Regions from separate parts of the Mus musculus genome. Here all the other regions are linked to region 5. The links are chromatin contacts, called in public Hi-C, HiChIP or PLAC-seq and Micro-C maps. All regions are on one chromosome and are shown on one strand. Each heading gives the region's core, a stretch centred on a gene start, on an enhancer-like site or on the middle of the called end of the contact. The rest is flanking DNA. Distances are from core to core; before and after follow the strand shown.

The links. Hi-C and Micro-C count contacts between places; a contact is called where the count stands out from the background. HiChIP or PLAC-seq counts read pairs in DNA pulled down with a chosen protein or histone mark.
Region 1: a Hi-C map of embryonic stem cells shows a contact between it and region 5, with 1.7 times the contacts expected there. The contact joins the enhancer-like site here to the promoter of Mtus2 in region 5. A contact is called at or near these places in 2 of 39 promoter capture datasets (the 3T3-L1 cell line and cranial neural crest), 6 of 484 Hi-C or Micro-C datasets (the HL-1 cell line, embryonic stem cells, muscle stem cells and 2 more), 10 of 115 datasets of contacts at active chromatin or transcription factors (SST interneurons, craniofacial prominence, embryonic forebrain and 5 more) and 1 of 9 other capture datasets (pancreatic islet).
Region 2: a contact with region 5 is called in an H3K4me3 HiChIP or PLAC-seq map of embryonic forebrain, with 3 times the contacts expected there. The contact joins the enhancer-like site here to the promoter of Mtus2 in region 5. A contact is called at or near these places in 3 of 39 promoter capture datasets (the 3T3-L1 cell line, cranial neural crest and liver), 2 of 484 Hi-C or Micro-C datasets (cortical neurons and nephron progenitors), 7 of 115 datasets of contacts at active chromatin or transcription factors (SST interneurons, embryonic forebrain, embryonic hindbrain and 4 more) and 1 of 9 other capture datasets (pancreatic islet).
Region 3: a contact with region 5 is called in a Micro-C map of embryonic stem cells, with 2.9 times the contacts expected there. The contact joins the promoter of Flt1 here to the promoter of Mtus2 in region 5. A contact is called at or near these places in 9 of 39 promoter capture datasets (the 3T3-L1 cell line, 3T3-L1-derived adipocytes, the HPC-7 cell line and 4 more), 7 of 484 Hi-C or Micro-C datasets (the G1E-ER4 cell line, Sertoli cells, cerebral cortex and 3 more), 1 of 115 datasets of contacts at active chromatin or transcription factors (pancreatic cancer cells) and 1 of 9 other capture datasets (liver).
Region 4: a Hi-C map of cerebral cortex shows a contact between it and region 5, with 2.4 times the contacts expected there. The contact joins the enhancer-like site here to the promoter of Mtus2 in region 5. A contact is called at or near these places in 7 of 39 promoter capture datasets (the 3T3-L1 cell line, embryonic stem cells, frontonasal cranial neural crest and 4 more), 1 of 484 Hi-C or Micro-C datasets (cerebral cortex), 13 of 115 datasets of contacts at active chromatin or transcription factors (SST interneurons, VIP interneurons, craniofacial prominence and 9 more) and 1 of 9 other capture datasets (embryonic stem cells).

Annotation. Positions count from the first base shown.
Region 1 is chr5:148,173,939-148,176,638 of GRCm38.p6, forward strand. All of the region lies in intron 4 of Mtus2 (microtubule associated tumor suppressor candidate 2), which reads left to right. Among named protein-coding and RNA genes, the nearest start is that of Gm46928, 25 kb to the left of the region's middle. Within about 2 kb of position 1,328, at least 14 of the 459 cell types and tissues checked have an H3K27ac peak or open chromatin away from gene starts, as enhancers often do. A contact at or near this core is called in embryonic stem cells, where this site is marked.
Region 2 is chr5:148,152,268-148,155,002 of GRCm38.p6, forward strand. All of the region lies in intron 4 of Mtus2 (microtubule associated tumor suppressor candidate 2), which reads left to right. It overlaps Gm46928 (a long non-coding RNA gene), which reads left to right. Exons shown (of 2, transcript XR_001785022.1): 1 at 1-788; 2 at 1,405-2,735. Among named protein-coding and RNA genes, the nearest start is that of Gm46928, 3.6 kb to the left of the region's middle. Within about 2 kb of position 1,259, at least 6 of the 459 cell types and tissues checked have an H3K27ac peak or open chromatin away from gene starts, as enhancers often do. A contact at or near this core is called in embryonic forebrain, where this site is marked.
Region 3 is chr5:147,724,584-147,727,283 of GRCm38.p6, forward strand. It overlaps Flt1 (FMS-like tyrosine kinase 1), which reads right to left and starts at 1,428. Exons shown (of 30, transcript NM_010228.4): 1 at 1,088-1,428. The coding sequence starts at 1,151.
Region 4 is chr5:148,210,606-148,213,305 of GRCm38.p6, forward strand. All of the region lies in intron 5 of Mtus2 (microtubule associated tumor suppressor candidate 2), which reads left to right. Among named protein-coding and RNA genes, the nearest start is that of Gm46928, 62 kb to the left of the region's middle. Within about 2 kb of position 1,411, at least 6 of the 459 cell types and tissues checked have an H3K27ac peak or open chromatin away from gene starts, as enhancers often do. A contact at or near this core is called in SST interneurons and cerebral cortex, where this site is marked.
Region 5 is chr5:147,955,923-147,958,622 of GRCm38.p6, forward strand. It overlaps Mtus2 (microtubule associated tumor suppressor candidate 2), which reads left to right and starts at 1,398. Exons shown (of 15, transcript NM_001359503.1): 1 at 1,398-1,799.

The DNA of each region.
Region 1 (2,700 bases), core at 78-2,577, 220 kb after region 5:
CACTGGAAAGAGAGGCCCATTGGACACGCAAACTTTATATGCCCCAGTACAGGGGAATGTCAGGGCCAAAAAGGGGAAGTGGGTGGGTAGGGGAGTGGGGGTGGGTGGGTATGGGGGACTTTTGGTATAGCATTGGAAATGTAAATGAGCTAAATACCTAATAAAAAATGGGAAAAAAAAAAAGAAGTAACCAAAAAAAAAAAAAAAAAAGAGGTGGGATTTTAGGGGTTCAGTTTGCCCTGGTTCCCTCCTGTACACCCCCTTTCTTTCTCTACCTCATACTTCCTAAGAAGAAAAGACCCTGCTCTGCCACAGACTCCCACCCTGTGTCAAGCCACACAAAGCTAACAGGCAGCCATGAACCAAATCTTCTAAAATCACAAAGTGAATTCTCCTCCCTGACACTGTTTCTGTCGGATATATTGATCACAGTGATACAAAGTGACTGATACATTTCTGATGTTCCTATTTCAGTAGCTAGGCAGGCTTTAGTGGATTGCTCCTCCTGAGGTGACACCTAGGAGCAGGCCTAGGCACTGCTCTGTGACTTTCACTGTGAATGAATCCCCAGCAGCAGAGTCAAAACCACAAACTGAATCCTCCTGAAGTTAACACAAAGGCATCCCTGTTGTACCCCTAAGATTTTGTCATTCATATATAATTGCCTTCCCCCACCCCTGAGCTGGTTTCTGTGGGGTTTTCTACTCCATATGCTGCGATTCTCGGAGGCTTCATGTCTTTCTCTTGGGTTTATAGAGTTAAAATGTCCTCAAGGACCCCCGTCCTCTGAAGAGGCAGGGAGGGTCAGAGACCCTGCTGTCTTTTTGATGAGCAGGTGGGAAGGACAGCTTCCAAGTCCCTTGTAAAGTGATCTGGAAGAAGTTTCCTATTTAGTGTTGATTTAGAGTGACTTTGTGTCCCTGAGCCATTGCCTCCTGAGGATTTTAATGTGTTTGTTAATTGTACGAAGTCCAGGCTTTGAAATGGCATCCCTGTAGGTGTGCACAACTCACCTTGATCTTCCTCACTACCTCTCATCCCCACTCTTCCTCTTTCCCATCTGTCTGTACTTTCCTACTTTGTTTTTTTTTTTTTTTTTTTTTTTTTGGTGTTGTTTTTTTGTTGTTGTTGTTGGTTTTTTTTTGTTTTTTGTTTTGTTTGTTTGTTTTGTCTTCATCCTAACTCTGCATACAAGAGAAAGCATGCCACACTTTTCTCTCTGAGGAAATAGTTTCTCTCTTCAGCTTCTTCCGGAGCTGCCTCTGCTGCCCGCTGGGACCTTCCAAGACCTCTGCACTCTGTGGATTTGTCTGCCTCCCACTCTGTAATGTCATGGCATTTGCTCCCTGGTGGCCTGACCTCTTCCTCTATTCCGCATAACCCCCACCATCCCAGCATTTATTCTCCAAGACAGCCTTTGGAAGAAAAAAAAAAGTTTTTCAAGATCACTTCCCCAGGAAGTAGGAATTATCACTTCTGAAAGTGGGTCTCCCAGACATTTCCCGTTAGCTAGTTAGTTTTTCAAAGTTATTTTTTTCTGCTCACTTACAACCTAGTCAAGCCCCCGTGCTTACTCACATCTTAACATGGTTTTAGCTGAACGATTGCTGTTTATCCTATGTTCTTGCCATGGTTCTTGGACTTTTAGGGTGTATTATTTACAAAGAATCATTTTCCATCATTTCTAACACTAAAGATTTCCATTGGTTTTCTTATTTTACTTAAGTTTGAAATGAGTAATACTAGCATTCATAGCTAGTATAAATGACTTATTTGGGGCTTTGTTTGGGAATGCATTACACACACACACACACACACACACACACACACACACACACAGCACAAAAGGTAGGTTGGCAAGAATGAGGCGAGAGGAACCCCAGAGCAGTGGTTGTTATTATGTAAATTAGCTCATTTGTTATGTAAAATAGTGTGTAAATACACCAGCAATTAGAAATAAAAGGACCATATTGTGAGCTAACCTTGGTTGTCAGTTTGACTGCATCTCAAATCAACTAAAACCCAAGCCACTGAGCCCTCCTGTGAGGGATTTTCTTGATCAGATTTTTTTTAACCTGCACGATCCTCCCTAGTGAAGGCAGCACTGTCTTGGGGGCAGGCAGCCAGAACAAAAGGACTTGGGAGTAAGACTTTGTGCCTTTGGCCAGCTTCCCTCACCCTTCCTGGGAAGTTCATCTTTCCTGCAGCGCTGGTATTAGAACCCTGTTCTTCAGGTAGGCTGAAGCCCCACAACCATCCAGGAGCCTCCCTTCCCCCTCCCCCTCCCCCACCCTGGGGGTTCAGCCCCAGACTGAATGCAGAGACATTCAGCCTCCTGGGCTTAGGAACTACTGGGTTCCTAGCCTCTCACAGGTGAGACAGCTGTGTTTGAGCCACTCAGAACACATCTTGTGAGCCAGTCTAATAAACCCCATATGTGTTTACATATACATTCAATCTCGCTGTTCTCTTCCTACTGAGAGTCCTGAATTCAATCCAGCAATCCAACACTGGAACCTCTACTCCCAGTGAAAAAGTATAATGTAAAAACAAAATTCTAGGCCTTTAGGCCCAGGCTTGAGAATATGACCTTTGTGACTCAATGCCCCAAGGTATACTAATCATAAAACAGATAGTGACATTCCTCCACCCACCTGCTTCCTGGGTTCAGGGAGTGTTCATTCAAAGAAAGTCACCCTG
Region 2 (2,735 bases), core at 9-2,508, 200 kb after region 5:
ATTCACTGAAGAACAAGAGAGAGGAGGGTCCTGTGGCGATTTGAACACTCCAGTTTACGCTTCCCCCCCCCCTTGAGAAATTCTTCACACCATTTAAGCCTCGACATTAAAAGGAAGAAAAAAGAAATCTAGCGAGCCGTCAGAACCAGATCCAGCCTGCATGCTCTTTTAGTGGTGCTAGTCACGGTTATTCATACTGAATTATACAATTCTAAAGTATTTTATGCCGTGCAAAAATCGTTGAGTATACACTGCAAAAAACATGTGATAAACCCGTAAGAGTCCAGCCAAACTGCATTCCACTTTGCAATCTAGAATTGCCCTCAATTTGCTTAATGAGTCTCTTGCTCTTTATTGATTAGAGACTTTAATTTGCCTTTCAGCACAGCTCAGACTGTTCACCTAACACCCACACAATCTGACGTGAGACAGGGATTTCCCCTTCACAGTATTATAGAACTTGACTGGTATAAATTGAATGGCTGGTTCCTTTGTCCCAGGGAGGCAAATGGTAATTATTTATGGCCAGGATTTTGTGAAAATTAAATTCCCAGAGATTTATGTTCTGCAAGGATTAACTCTTTGCAGTCAGTACGAAATGCCTTTGCCCAGTGAGCAATTTTCCAGCCCCTGAGTTGAAGCTCCTCCCCCATCGATCCCCCACCTCATACCCTTCCTCCCCTCCCCGCCCCCACACGGGCTCCTTGCTGACAACCATGCAGGCTCTTCACGCCTCAGTTCCAGTATTGGCCAGCAACACGTTCATTAATCAAATAGATAGCTTGACAGTAAGTATTTTAAGTCTTATATGTATAAGCCAGGTCTCAGAGTTATATTTTTGAGGCTCGCAATATATCACTGTTCCATTCTGTTGTAGAAAATTACAATCTGAAAACAACGTAAGAAAAGAATTCAACATTATCTGTGTATTGCAAACCTAAAGTTTATATTATCTGAATACAGAAAACCTCCGGTCTGCATTCATTTTTTAAATAATAAGAGGTGTACTGTGTGGGACGGCAGCGGGGGGCTCTCACTTTTGGAATGTGTGGGCTAATGGGTAGAGAAACATAAATATTTATGGGTGATTATAAAGAAAAAGGTTTGATTTCATTTGCCCCCCGGGGAGGTGGAATTGTTCCTCCATCCATAATTACAGTCATTTTCCGTCTGAAGCTTCTCTATGCACAAATAGAGAGGAAAATAGGCTCACTCCGTTGTAGTAGCCGTAAGACAACACATGCTGCCATTCAAATCTTTGCTTCAGGCTGGTCACAAAGGGATCATCGGTGCTCCGTGTAAACTGGGGGTGCGTGGCATTAGACGGCTGTGTTATCTCTGGCGTTTCTGTTGATTGTTGGATGTATTGGACTCACTAATGATTGCCTATGTGTGAAACAATAGGTCCCACGGATAAAACTGAGCTTTTGCCTGTGAGCATCTGGCAAACAGCTACTGCCTGGAAACTCGCAGTCACATATCTGTGGCCTCAGTGATATATTTCATTTTTGTTGTCAATGAAACAGAAGTTGACTCATTTCTTCCTGTGGAATGGAAGCATCTCGTTTAAATATCACCTGTATTTCAATCTACGTTATTGAAGCATTACAGCTGTCCCCAAGGCGCTGAGGTCACCAGCCACAGGCAGTTGCATGTTCTTTCTGTGTCTTGAATGGATTTGAAATGGACAGAAGCATGAAAAAGAAGCAGAATTTCCTGTAACTGAGCTTACCTTGGTCACTGGTCATTCCTGTTGATGGCAAAGGATGAGACGTCTCCCCTTCAAGGAAGCCCAGTGATTGGCGGGTTGAAAATATTTTCTTCGGGGAATTATTCAATGACATTGACAGTTTCCTATCATTTCGATGCAGACTTCAAAGGCCCTGAATGTGTCATTGCCTCTAGTGGGGATGCTTGGCTCTCCCCTTCCTCTAGGTCCCTCTTCCTCTAACACTTGGCTCCATGGAGGCCTTTGTAGCTTGATGATGGGAGCTATGGTACCCACTCCTGTTCTTCCTCCTACTGCTTGGTAGGCTGTCAGCCTTTCTCGTCACAGAGCCCCATCATGGAGACCTCTGTTCTCTTTCCTGCCTGGTGGCACCCGGTGCTACTCCCATGGCATATCTTAGTGTCTTAGTCCACTGGAGCGGTGTCTGTAACAGAATACCTTAAGCTAATTAACTTATTAAAAAAAAGAAATGCATTACTTATGTTTCCAAAATCTGTACACTCTTAGTTCTTATAGAATCACTTGAGAAGAAGGACCCTCAGCTGAGGTCTTGCTTCTGACAGATTGGCAGGTGGGCATGTCTGTAGTATACAGAAAGGCATGCATATACATGCACACCAAGACACAGATGCATGTGCACATGCACATAAATGCTTGCTTGCCAAACTTTAAAACTTGGATGATTTTATAATTATCAGGGAAAATCTGAACATATATTTGTTTTATAGTGTTACTCCATACTTTAAAAAAAAAAACAAATCCTGCAGGTTTTCATAGACTTCCAATTTATTTCTCTGTTAACTATTTAGCAAAGCGAGTCCCTTTTATCTTAAAGTAGCTGTAGGAATTTTCCCCCAGACTTAGAAGTTTTATGGATGGGTTATAAATAAACTCTCTGAAAAACTAGTAACAGTTGCTGTGTTCTTAAGTCACTGCTACTATGTGGGCGTTGAGAGTGGATGGGATTTATCTCAAATTCAGAAGATAAAAAGAAAGAACTTGTTCA
Region 3 (2,700 bases), core at 178-2,677, 230 kb before region 5:
GGCCACTACTATTCTACCTGACTCTTTAGTCTCTATCTTCTTTCCCAACCACGCTGGTTTAAATAAAGACGCTCTGGTATGCGTCTCTGCGCAAAGGGACCTCCCGCCTGCAGACCTGGAGTTAGAGTTCCCGAGGTCCCTCCAGCTTTTTGACCCTTGGATGACGACGGTCTCCACATTAAATGCTCCTAAAATCTGCCGGCCCCTGATCGGTCGCCCCCCCCCCCCCGCCCCGCGCTTTTCATATCCTAGAGAACGCTGATTTAGGAGGTCGCAAACTTCACCTACTACTTAAACCACAGCTTTCAGTCTAAATTGTCAGGTGGTTTTGTTTTTTTGTTTTTTCTTCTAGATTCATAACCTAAAGGTAGGGCTTAAAATTCCAAAACTTGCTGCCGGGTCGCTTTGGGTCACTCACTCACTCCGAGGACCTGGACCGCACACCCGCCCCACACCGCGGAGGCCCCACCCGGGAGACGGCGCTCCGCGAACTGCTGGGAAGAAACCCTGCAGACTGTGCGTTCCCCAGCTTCCTCCGGACGGACCCAAGCGGGTACGGGAGTCAGAGCTGGCCCTTCTCTGGGCTCCATCTGCTCGCCGCGGGCACGGGACCCCTCCCAATTTCGTCCTCCTTTGCTCTGGTGGAGCGAGCTCATCGCTAACGACCCCACCTCTGTCCAGCCCCGGGCAGCCTCTCTGACATCTAGCTTGCTCCAACTAGCCCTTGAGGACTCTGCTGCAGCCTAGGAGCAGGCTCTGGATGCTGAAAGGTCCACCCGTGTGGTGATCTGCACTCCCAGAGTCTAAGGAGTGAGCGCCTACCCGGGAACCCGGTAGGGGACTAGCGGCTCCGGCTACACCCGGCAGGCACTCTGGCTCTGACCCCAGCGTGGAGCTAAGGAGAGTCTAAGCGGTGATGCCAACTTCCAGCGGCGCCCACTTGGGGGGTGGAGGGGAAGACGTGTGTCCCGAGGCGTACCCGCTGCTACAAGTGTCCCCGGCTCCCGCCGGAGCTCGCTTCCCCCGGACCACCCCGTGGCTGCCCATCCCCGCCGAACTCCAACTCATGGTCCCTGGCGCGCCTCACCTGTGAGAAGCAGACACCCGAGCAGCGCGTAAGGCAAGACCGCGGTGTCCCAGCAGCTGACCATGGTGAGCAAGACGCGGCCTGTTGGCCCGGTGCCCGCGCTCTCCGAGGCCGACGGCGCAGCCGCTCGAGCCGGTCCCCTCCTGCTTCTGCTTGGCGCCGCGAGAGCCCTTCTCCGCGCCTGCAGCCGAGGGGGGTGGTGTGGGGGGATCCTCGCCGTCCCGCGTCCGCTAGCCGCTGCGCTTGAGTCCCGGAGCCCGCTCCGAGCAGCAGCCACCACCACTAGCACTACCTCCCGGGAGTGTCCGCCACCGCGCTCCGAGCCTCTCAAGGACCTCGCTGAAGTGCAGCCGAGGGCGGGGGCGATTTATAACCTTTCCCCAGCCCACTTCCTACCCCGGCACCTCCTTCCAGTGACGTCAAGGGGTCCCCCACCCCTCATCCGCCTCCCCACCTACCCTCTTCTTCCTCCCGGAGGGGCGGGGGCCGGCGAGGGCGGGTAGCCCGGGGGCCAGAGCGCGCGTGCGGTGGCGCTAGGCGCGCGGGTCGCCGGACAGGTTCGCAGGTTCAGGGTCCTTGCTCTGTGCTCTGCTGCCCCAGCCCCTCCTGCCCATCGCTCTCAGGAAATCCTTACCCAGCTCCCTCCACCGAGCTTACTCAGCTCTGGTGACCGCCCGAAACTGAGGAGGGGACCGTCTAAGTGCACCGCCCTGCCCCCGGGGCGGGAAGTCTTATCCTAGGGAAGCTGGCCGCGCCTCCCGCGACGGTGTCCCTGGCACCGAGGAACGAGGCGCAGTCGAGCCCTCTCCCGAGCGGTCCCGCCGGTCCCTGACCCCGCCAGACTGTTGCCAGACAGCGAAGGAAGGCGCCAGAGACCCTCCGCTTAAGGCACTTGGACCCGGAGCGTCCGAGGGAACCGGACGCCTTGCCAGGCACCTTCGGAAAGAGCGCGGGGCCGCGCGGGTCCCAAGGGAGGGAGTCTGTGTCTTTTTCGGCTGCATTAATGCACCCGCCCAAGCCATTTCCTCAACCCTCTGCTTCCTAGAAGCAAAACAAGGAATAACATGTTACCTTAAAAAAAAAAAAAAAAAAAAAAAAAAAAGCCAAGGCGTGAGACACGCTCCTGCAACTTGTAAGGGCCAAGAACTTGAACTCTAGGTCTGAAACGCTGGATGGAAAACAAATCTTTTTGGTGGAAGCCGGCTAGCCAAGATGACTGACTCGAATGTTCTTGGAACAAAAAACGGGTGAAATTAACTTGAGACACTAGATCATTTACGATGACACTAATTCCACGTTGTTCCTCAATTATGCATCCATTAACTGGAAGGCTGAAGTCGTCCCGGCCTCCCCGGAGCAGCCCAGTCTTGTCCCTGTAAATACTGCAGGTTTGAAAAATAGCCTCAATAGAACCTGCCAGATACCCGTGATAAAATGGCTCCTAAATGGGACCAGAGGCTTTTCCTGAAGGACTAGACTAAACCTCCGGTAGGGAAGGTTGCGCAACCTGAGTTGCCTCATTCCTAAGAGAGTCTGGGCCACCACCACCCGCAGCTCTACTAGGGCACCGGGAGCCTCTGAGCCAGGGCAAGTGAGATTCCTTTTCTCCTTCA
Region 4 (2,700 bases), core at 161-2,660, 250 kb after region 5:
TAATTTGGAACTTGCTACGTGGACTAGGCTGGACTTGAACTCACGAAGATCTGGCCCCTCAAGCACTGGGGTTAAAAGTAGGCACTGCCATGCCCAGACATGCCTGCTTTTCTTTATCCCAAATCCTTTGCCATCAATAGGAAAGCCAGACTACCCCTGGCTACTAAGGAATAGCCATTGAAAGAAAGAGCATCCTGACTCCCTGCTGAGTCTCCCCCTGAGGACTCTGGAAAAGGAGATGGTGAGCTTAGAAGTTACTGGAGACTTCCCATGACTGCTCAGCGAGGAGCACCAGCTCCCCAGACTGCACAGGAGGCATCCCTGGCCCTTTCCCATAGTTCAGGGTCAGTAGGAGCTGAACCTCTCCAGCTCTCTAGCACCGTGAGGAAATGTGCTTTTTATAAACCAATAAAAACAAATAACAAAACAGAGACCCACAGGGCTTGTGACACAGCCCACAGCAACCTCCACCATTCCCTCTATACTCCCTTCTTCACAAATGGTGACTGTGCCAGTCTTGCTCTGTGAGTCCCCTGTCCTCCTCCGGGACCAGAAGCAAATGGCAGGCCTTGTCACAAAACACCTAGGGGATCATTTGCAAGGATGGCCACATCTACTCAGCAACGTCCTTGAATGGGGCTGCTGAGCTCTGTGGCTGATTTGCAAGAGACATAATTGTTTTTAAAGATTAATTTTTCTTTTATGTTGGGTGTATTGCCAGCGTGTATGTCTTTGTGCCACAGACGTGTGTATGCATGTGTATCCCATGCAAGGCCCACAGAAGAGGACACTGGATCCTCTGGAACTGGAGTTAGAGATCACCGTGAGCTGCAGTGGATGCTGGGAACTGAACCTGTGTCCTCTGTGAGAGTAAAAACACTCATAACTGCGGACCCCTCTTAGCCTCTCTCCAGCCCTGAGACAGAACTTTTTTTTTAGACTCAGATACAGCAGATCATGCCTGCATTCAAGGGGCCAAGGCAGAAAGATCTTAAATTCTAGTCCAGTCTGGGCTATGTAGGGAGATCCTGTCTCAAAGGACAAAACAACCAAACAAAAATAAGACACATTGTCCACATTCTCCCACCATTGACTCGAGAGATGGGCTGGGTGCCTTAGACATCATCGAGACCTCATTACTGTGGATGAGGCTGAGGTCCCACAACATTCAGTGTGTGGACCCCCCCAACTGTGGCCCTTGGGGACCTTCACATTGTCGGCTCCCCATCATTTCAAGCCACAAAACTGAGAGCACATCGGCCTCTCTACCTCCCCAGGCTGGGTGAGACAACAGGTTTCTCCAGGTTAGGGCAAGCTGCGCGCTGCCTTGTGAGCTAAGCGGGGTGAGGTGGGGCTGCACATGAGCAGTGGCCTTGCTTACATAGATGCTCAGCTGGGACTAGGAGGAGCTCACCAGATACATCACAGAAAAAGAGGGTGAGAAATGCAGATGAGCAGTCAAAATAAGGCATGGGTTAGCAAGAAGAAGAAGAAAAAAAAAAACACCCTCAAGTGTGATTTAAATATATTCATAGCTTGCTTTTCCAAGTCTGGTAGACCTTTGCAAATTTCACAGTGACTGTAGATAAGAGCAGAGAGAGACAAAGTGGAATTTTTCACTTGGTCTTCAGTGGCACAGCTCCGCATGTCTAAGTGAATTAACACCAAGTTTCCCCGCTTGTTCTGTTGTCACACTGATTGAGCCACAAAGGGCAGGCCTGCAGACTGGTCATGTCCTGGACGGTCACATGGTTTGGGCTCTGAAGCTGGCGTAAGGTCTTCGATGGTGTGAATCCTTAAGTGCTCTAACCCCTCTGGAGGAAATGTCTCCTCTCTTCCTCTCTTCCTCCTTCTCTGCCTCCTCCTCCCGGACTTCTTCTCTTCCTTTTCCTCCTCATCGCCTCCTCTCGCTCCTCCTCTACTTTCTCTTCCTCCTCTCTTCCATCTTCTGTCTCCTCTTCTTCCTCTTCCTCCACATCTTCTCCTCTTCCTGTCTTTCTTCTTTCTTTGTTTTATAGAATGCAGGCCATTACACTGAGACTTTTCCTGGTCTTCTCAATAAGCCACATGCCGGCTCTGGCAACATTTCTGAACTTGACAGGGCCAAGCTGACAGTGGCTGAGGTTTCCTGCCTCAGTGCCACCTGCTTGATGCCTTTTCCGGCAACAGGATGGACCTTCGGAGTGCTGGGCTGTGTCCTCTAACTGGATTTCTAATGGGAGGGTTTCATGGATAATTCTTTCTTGCTGGCTCATTCTTTTGACAAGCACCTGATATACCCACGATTTAGATGCAAGGAGAGTTAGAACAGCCCTTCCCTTAGGAACTCCCAGGAAGGTACATGGATTTATGACTTACTAACTAGGGTGAAAGCAAGAGGCCCCTAATCTTATATCTGGGTTCTAGTTAATTCTAGGAAGCCAAAAGTCATGGGGAATTGGAGGTAGGCAAAAAGTCTTGCCCTTTATTGATGATTTATTTAATCGTGTGTGTGTGTGTGTGTGTGTGTGTGTGTGTGTGTGTGTGTGTGTGTTGCTTGTTCAATCACTAAGTATCGGTTGTCTGCTTTCTAAGTCCTGAAATGATCCAGCGTAGTCTGCAGGCCAGGGCAGTGTGACCCAGGCAGGCCAGGACTCTATGGCAAGGGCATTGGGCTATACATCCAAGGAGCAAAAGGAGAGAAATGAAGATGCTGGGCTC
Region 5 (2,700 bases), core at 148-2,647:
TCACTCACTGTGTGCCTGAGAAGAAATGTGTTGAAGAAGCTGGTGCCTGTCATCTGGAGTGTGAGGCTCAAGGAAGAAGCTAACCAGAGCTTCTGTAGAGAGTTTAATGAACACTGTCAGCCGATGTGGTGGAAGATGGTCAGGTCTGCCTGTGGGATGGGGGTGGGGGTGGGATGAGTCCCTGGAGGAGTGGGAGTGGCCCGAGGAAGGAGCTGTAGCGCCAGGACCTCATTCCTTGCACCTGGGAGGCATGGGCTTCACAGAGCACCCAAATAGGAAAGTGAATGGCACAAAGGAGGCTTTACTATCTTTCTAGGTTTAAGTCAGGCTGGGGTTTGTGAGTTAGGGGAAGGGAGGGGCGAAGGCTTAAATGAAATGAGCTTAAAGTTTGATTTAGATTGGACTGGACTTTGTAATAACAGCCAGTCAGACCGCTTGTTAACACCCGAAGGTGACAGGAAAAGCGATAAAACGTGCCCTAGATTCCTCCAGAAGAAATGGGAGGCCACATAGAATAATGTAAAAAGACAGCCGTGTGAAAAGTGCTCTTTCATGATTTCCCTTCACAATATAGACCAGTTAGTACAAAAATTCAGCTGGTATAAAATGTTGCTCGGCACAGCAATGCTGGGGTGGGGGAGGGAGCCCATTTTCCCCACACTCCCGACCCCCAAGAGAAAGCGAGCAAGCACATCAGTAAGCCAGCATCTCATTGTCTTCTCTGTCAGTCTGTCCCAAATCTTGTGAGCCAGAGGCTGGAGAAGCCCCCCGGCTGTCTTCAGGCTTCCCAGGTGCGCTGCTTTCAGGCGACCTGGAAGGGCTACTGAGAAGTCCTGCGTTCATGTTTACTTCTGAGGAACGTTGTGAACTACGAAGCAGACAAGCTTGCGTTGAGACAAGAGTCTTTCAAGTGGGTAGCCGGCTATGCATTACCCCTAGATTTGGAGGCAGAGGCAAGAGGATATCTGTGAGTCTCAAGTGAGATCCTGCCTCAAACACCCCAACTCCCCCACCCCCACCCCCGCCAAACCCGCACACAATCACACACAAAACCCTTACAGAGACTTCTTTAGTCTCCTGTCCATCAGCCCCGCTACATCCCTTGCGAGTTCACCCGCTGGACCCCAATTCTTCCTGCTGCACGCAATTAAAAGAGGCTCTCTCTTCCGATTGGACCACAGCACATCCCACTCGTGGGAGTCAGGAGTCTAGGTCAGCGACCTCAGGCTGCTTCTCCTTTCTCTGGGGTCTGAGGCTGGATGCTCCGGACCACTGTGGTCCCGTGAGCTGCCGGGTCGTGTCGGGCCAGCAGAGGGCGCTCGGCTCCCCCCACGGGGCTCCGGACGAGAGGAGGCGCCGGGGCTCGCGAGCATCTCCGGGCGGCCGGGAGGGGGTGCGCGCCTCGGGCCGCTGCAGCCCGGCTTCTGTCACCGCGGACGGCACCTCACTGGAGGGTGGGCGGGAGCGGCGTCTTTGTCCGGCGAGGCGTCCTCAGCCCGGGCCATCCCTGTGATCAGAGCCCGGCGGCTTGGGCGGTGCCCAGTGGTGAAGTGCGCGGGCGGAGGGCTGGCTGCGGCCACGGCCCCAGGTACCCCGGTGCCCTAAGCTCGCCACCTGCGCCACCTCAGCCCGCGCTCTGTCAAGTTGCAGAAGACCCGGGTGGGTCAGGAGTCTGGACGCGTGGGCGCGTTGCAAACTCCAGCTGCGAAGGAGCTGCGTGCGGAGGTAGCCCGGCCCGGGATGCTCCCGGAGGCTGCTCTGGTCTCTCTGCACATCCTTCTTGGCTCCTCCAGACCCAGGTGAGCGACTGCTGTCCGCGCGTCCCGATCCGGCTGGAGACAGGTGCAGAGCGGGGCGGAGGCGGTGCCTTTTGCTGGCTTCTCTGGCATCAGAGAGCCCGCTCCCCGCTGCCCACATCTTCTGCTCCGCCGGAGAGAGGCTGCAACCCACTCGCACCTTCCGGGGATGTCAGGTTGAGCACGGTGTTTCAGAGGCGACAGCGGGTTAGCCTAAGCGAGCTCCCACCCCTCTCCACCCCCAGCTCGGGATAATTCGGTCCGTGTCTTCGTCTTAATTTAGCACCGATGTGTTATTTCCTTGGAGCCCTAGAATGGTAAGGCTTGCTCCATCCATTTTTCAACCCCCTTCATTCTGAGTCTGTGCAGGGAAAGGCTTGCAAGTGATGTTACTACCGTTCTATTTTAAATACAAACACCCAGAGAAGTACGCTTGGCGGCGTGCCAGAGGCGCCTGCACTCTTTTGTTATGTAAGTGCTTCACAGGAATATTTGCTGGTTGGTAAAGTTAGGAGCGGTTACCAGAGAACGTAAGAGCGCAGGAAGTCAGAGCCATAATTTCTGTCTTAGCTCAAAACTTTCCTTCAGGATAAGCATGAGATGGTTTTGGTATCATTTAAAGGCGACAGGAGGTCCTTTCAAAAGAAAAATTCATACCGTAGACTCTCAAGCGTTAAGACACAAAACAGGCTTTTTTTTTTTTTTTAAGTCTGTTATGAAAACCAGTGGGACGTCTCTGACAATAAATAGGTGGGAAGTGACTTAAAGAAATAGATCCCTGTCACATAGCCGTTTTGGCTTTTAAGTTGTTAGGTAGTTGTATTTTGCTGTCACGTGGACATAGCTAATCGTGTGTTGACAGTTATTAAAGATCTCTGCTCACACGTACCGTAATTTTTCAGGT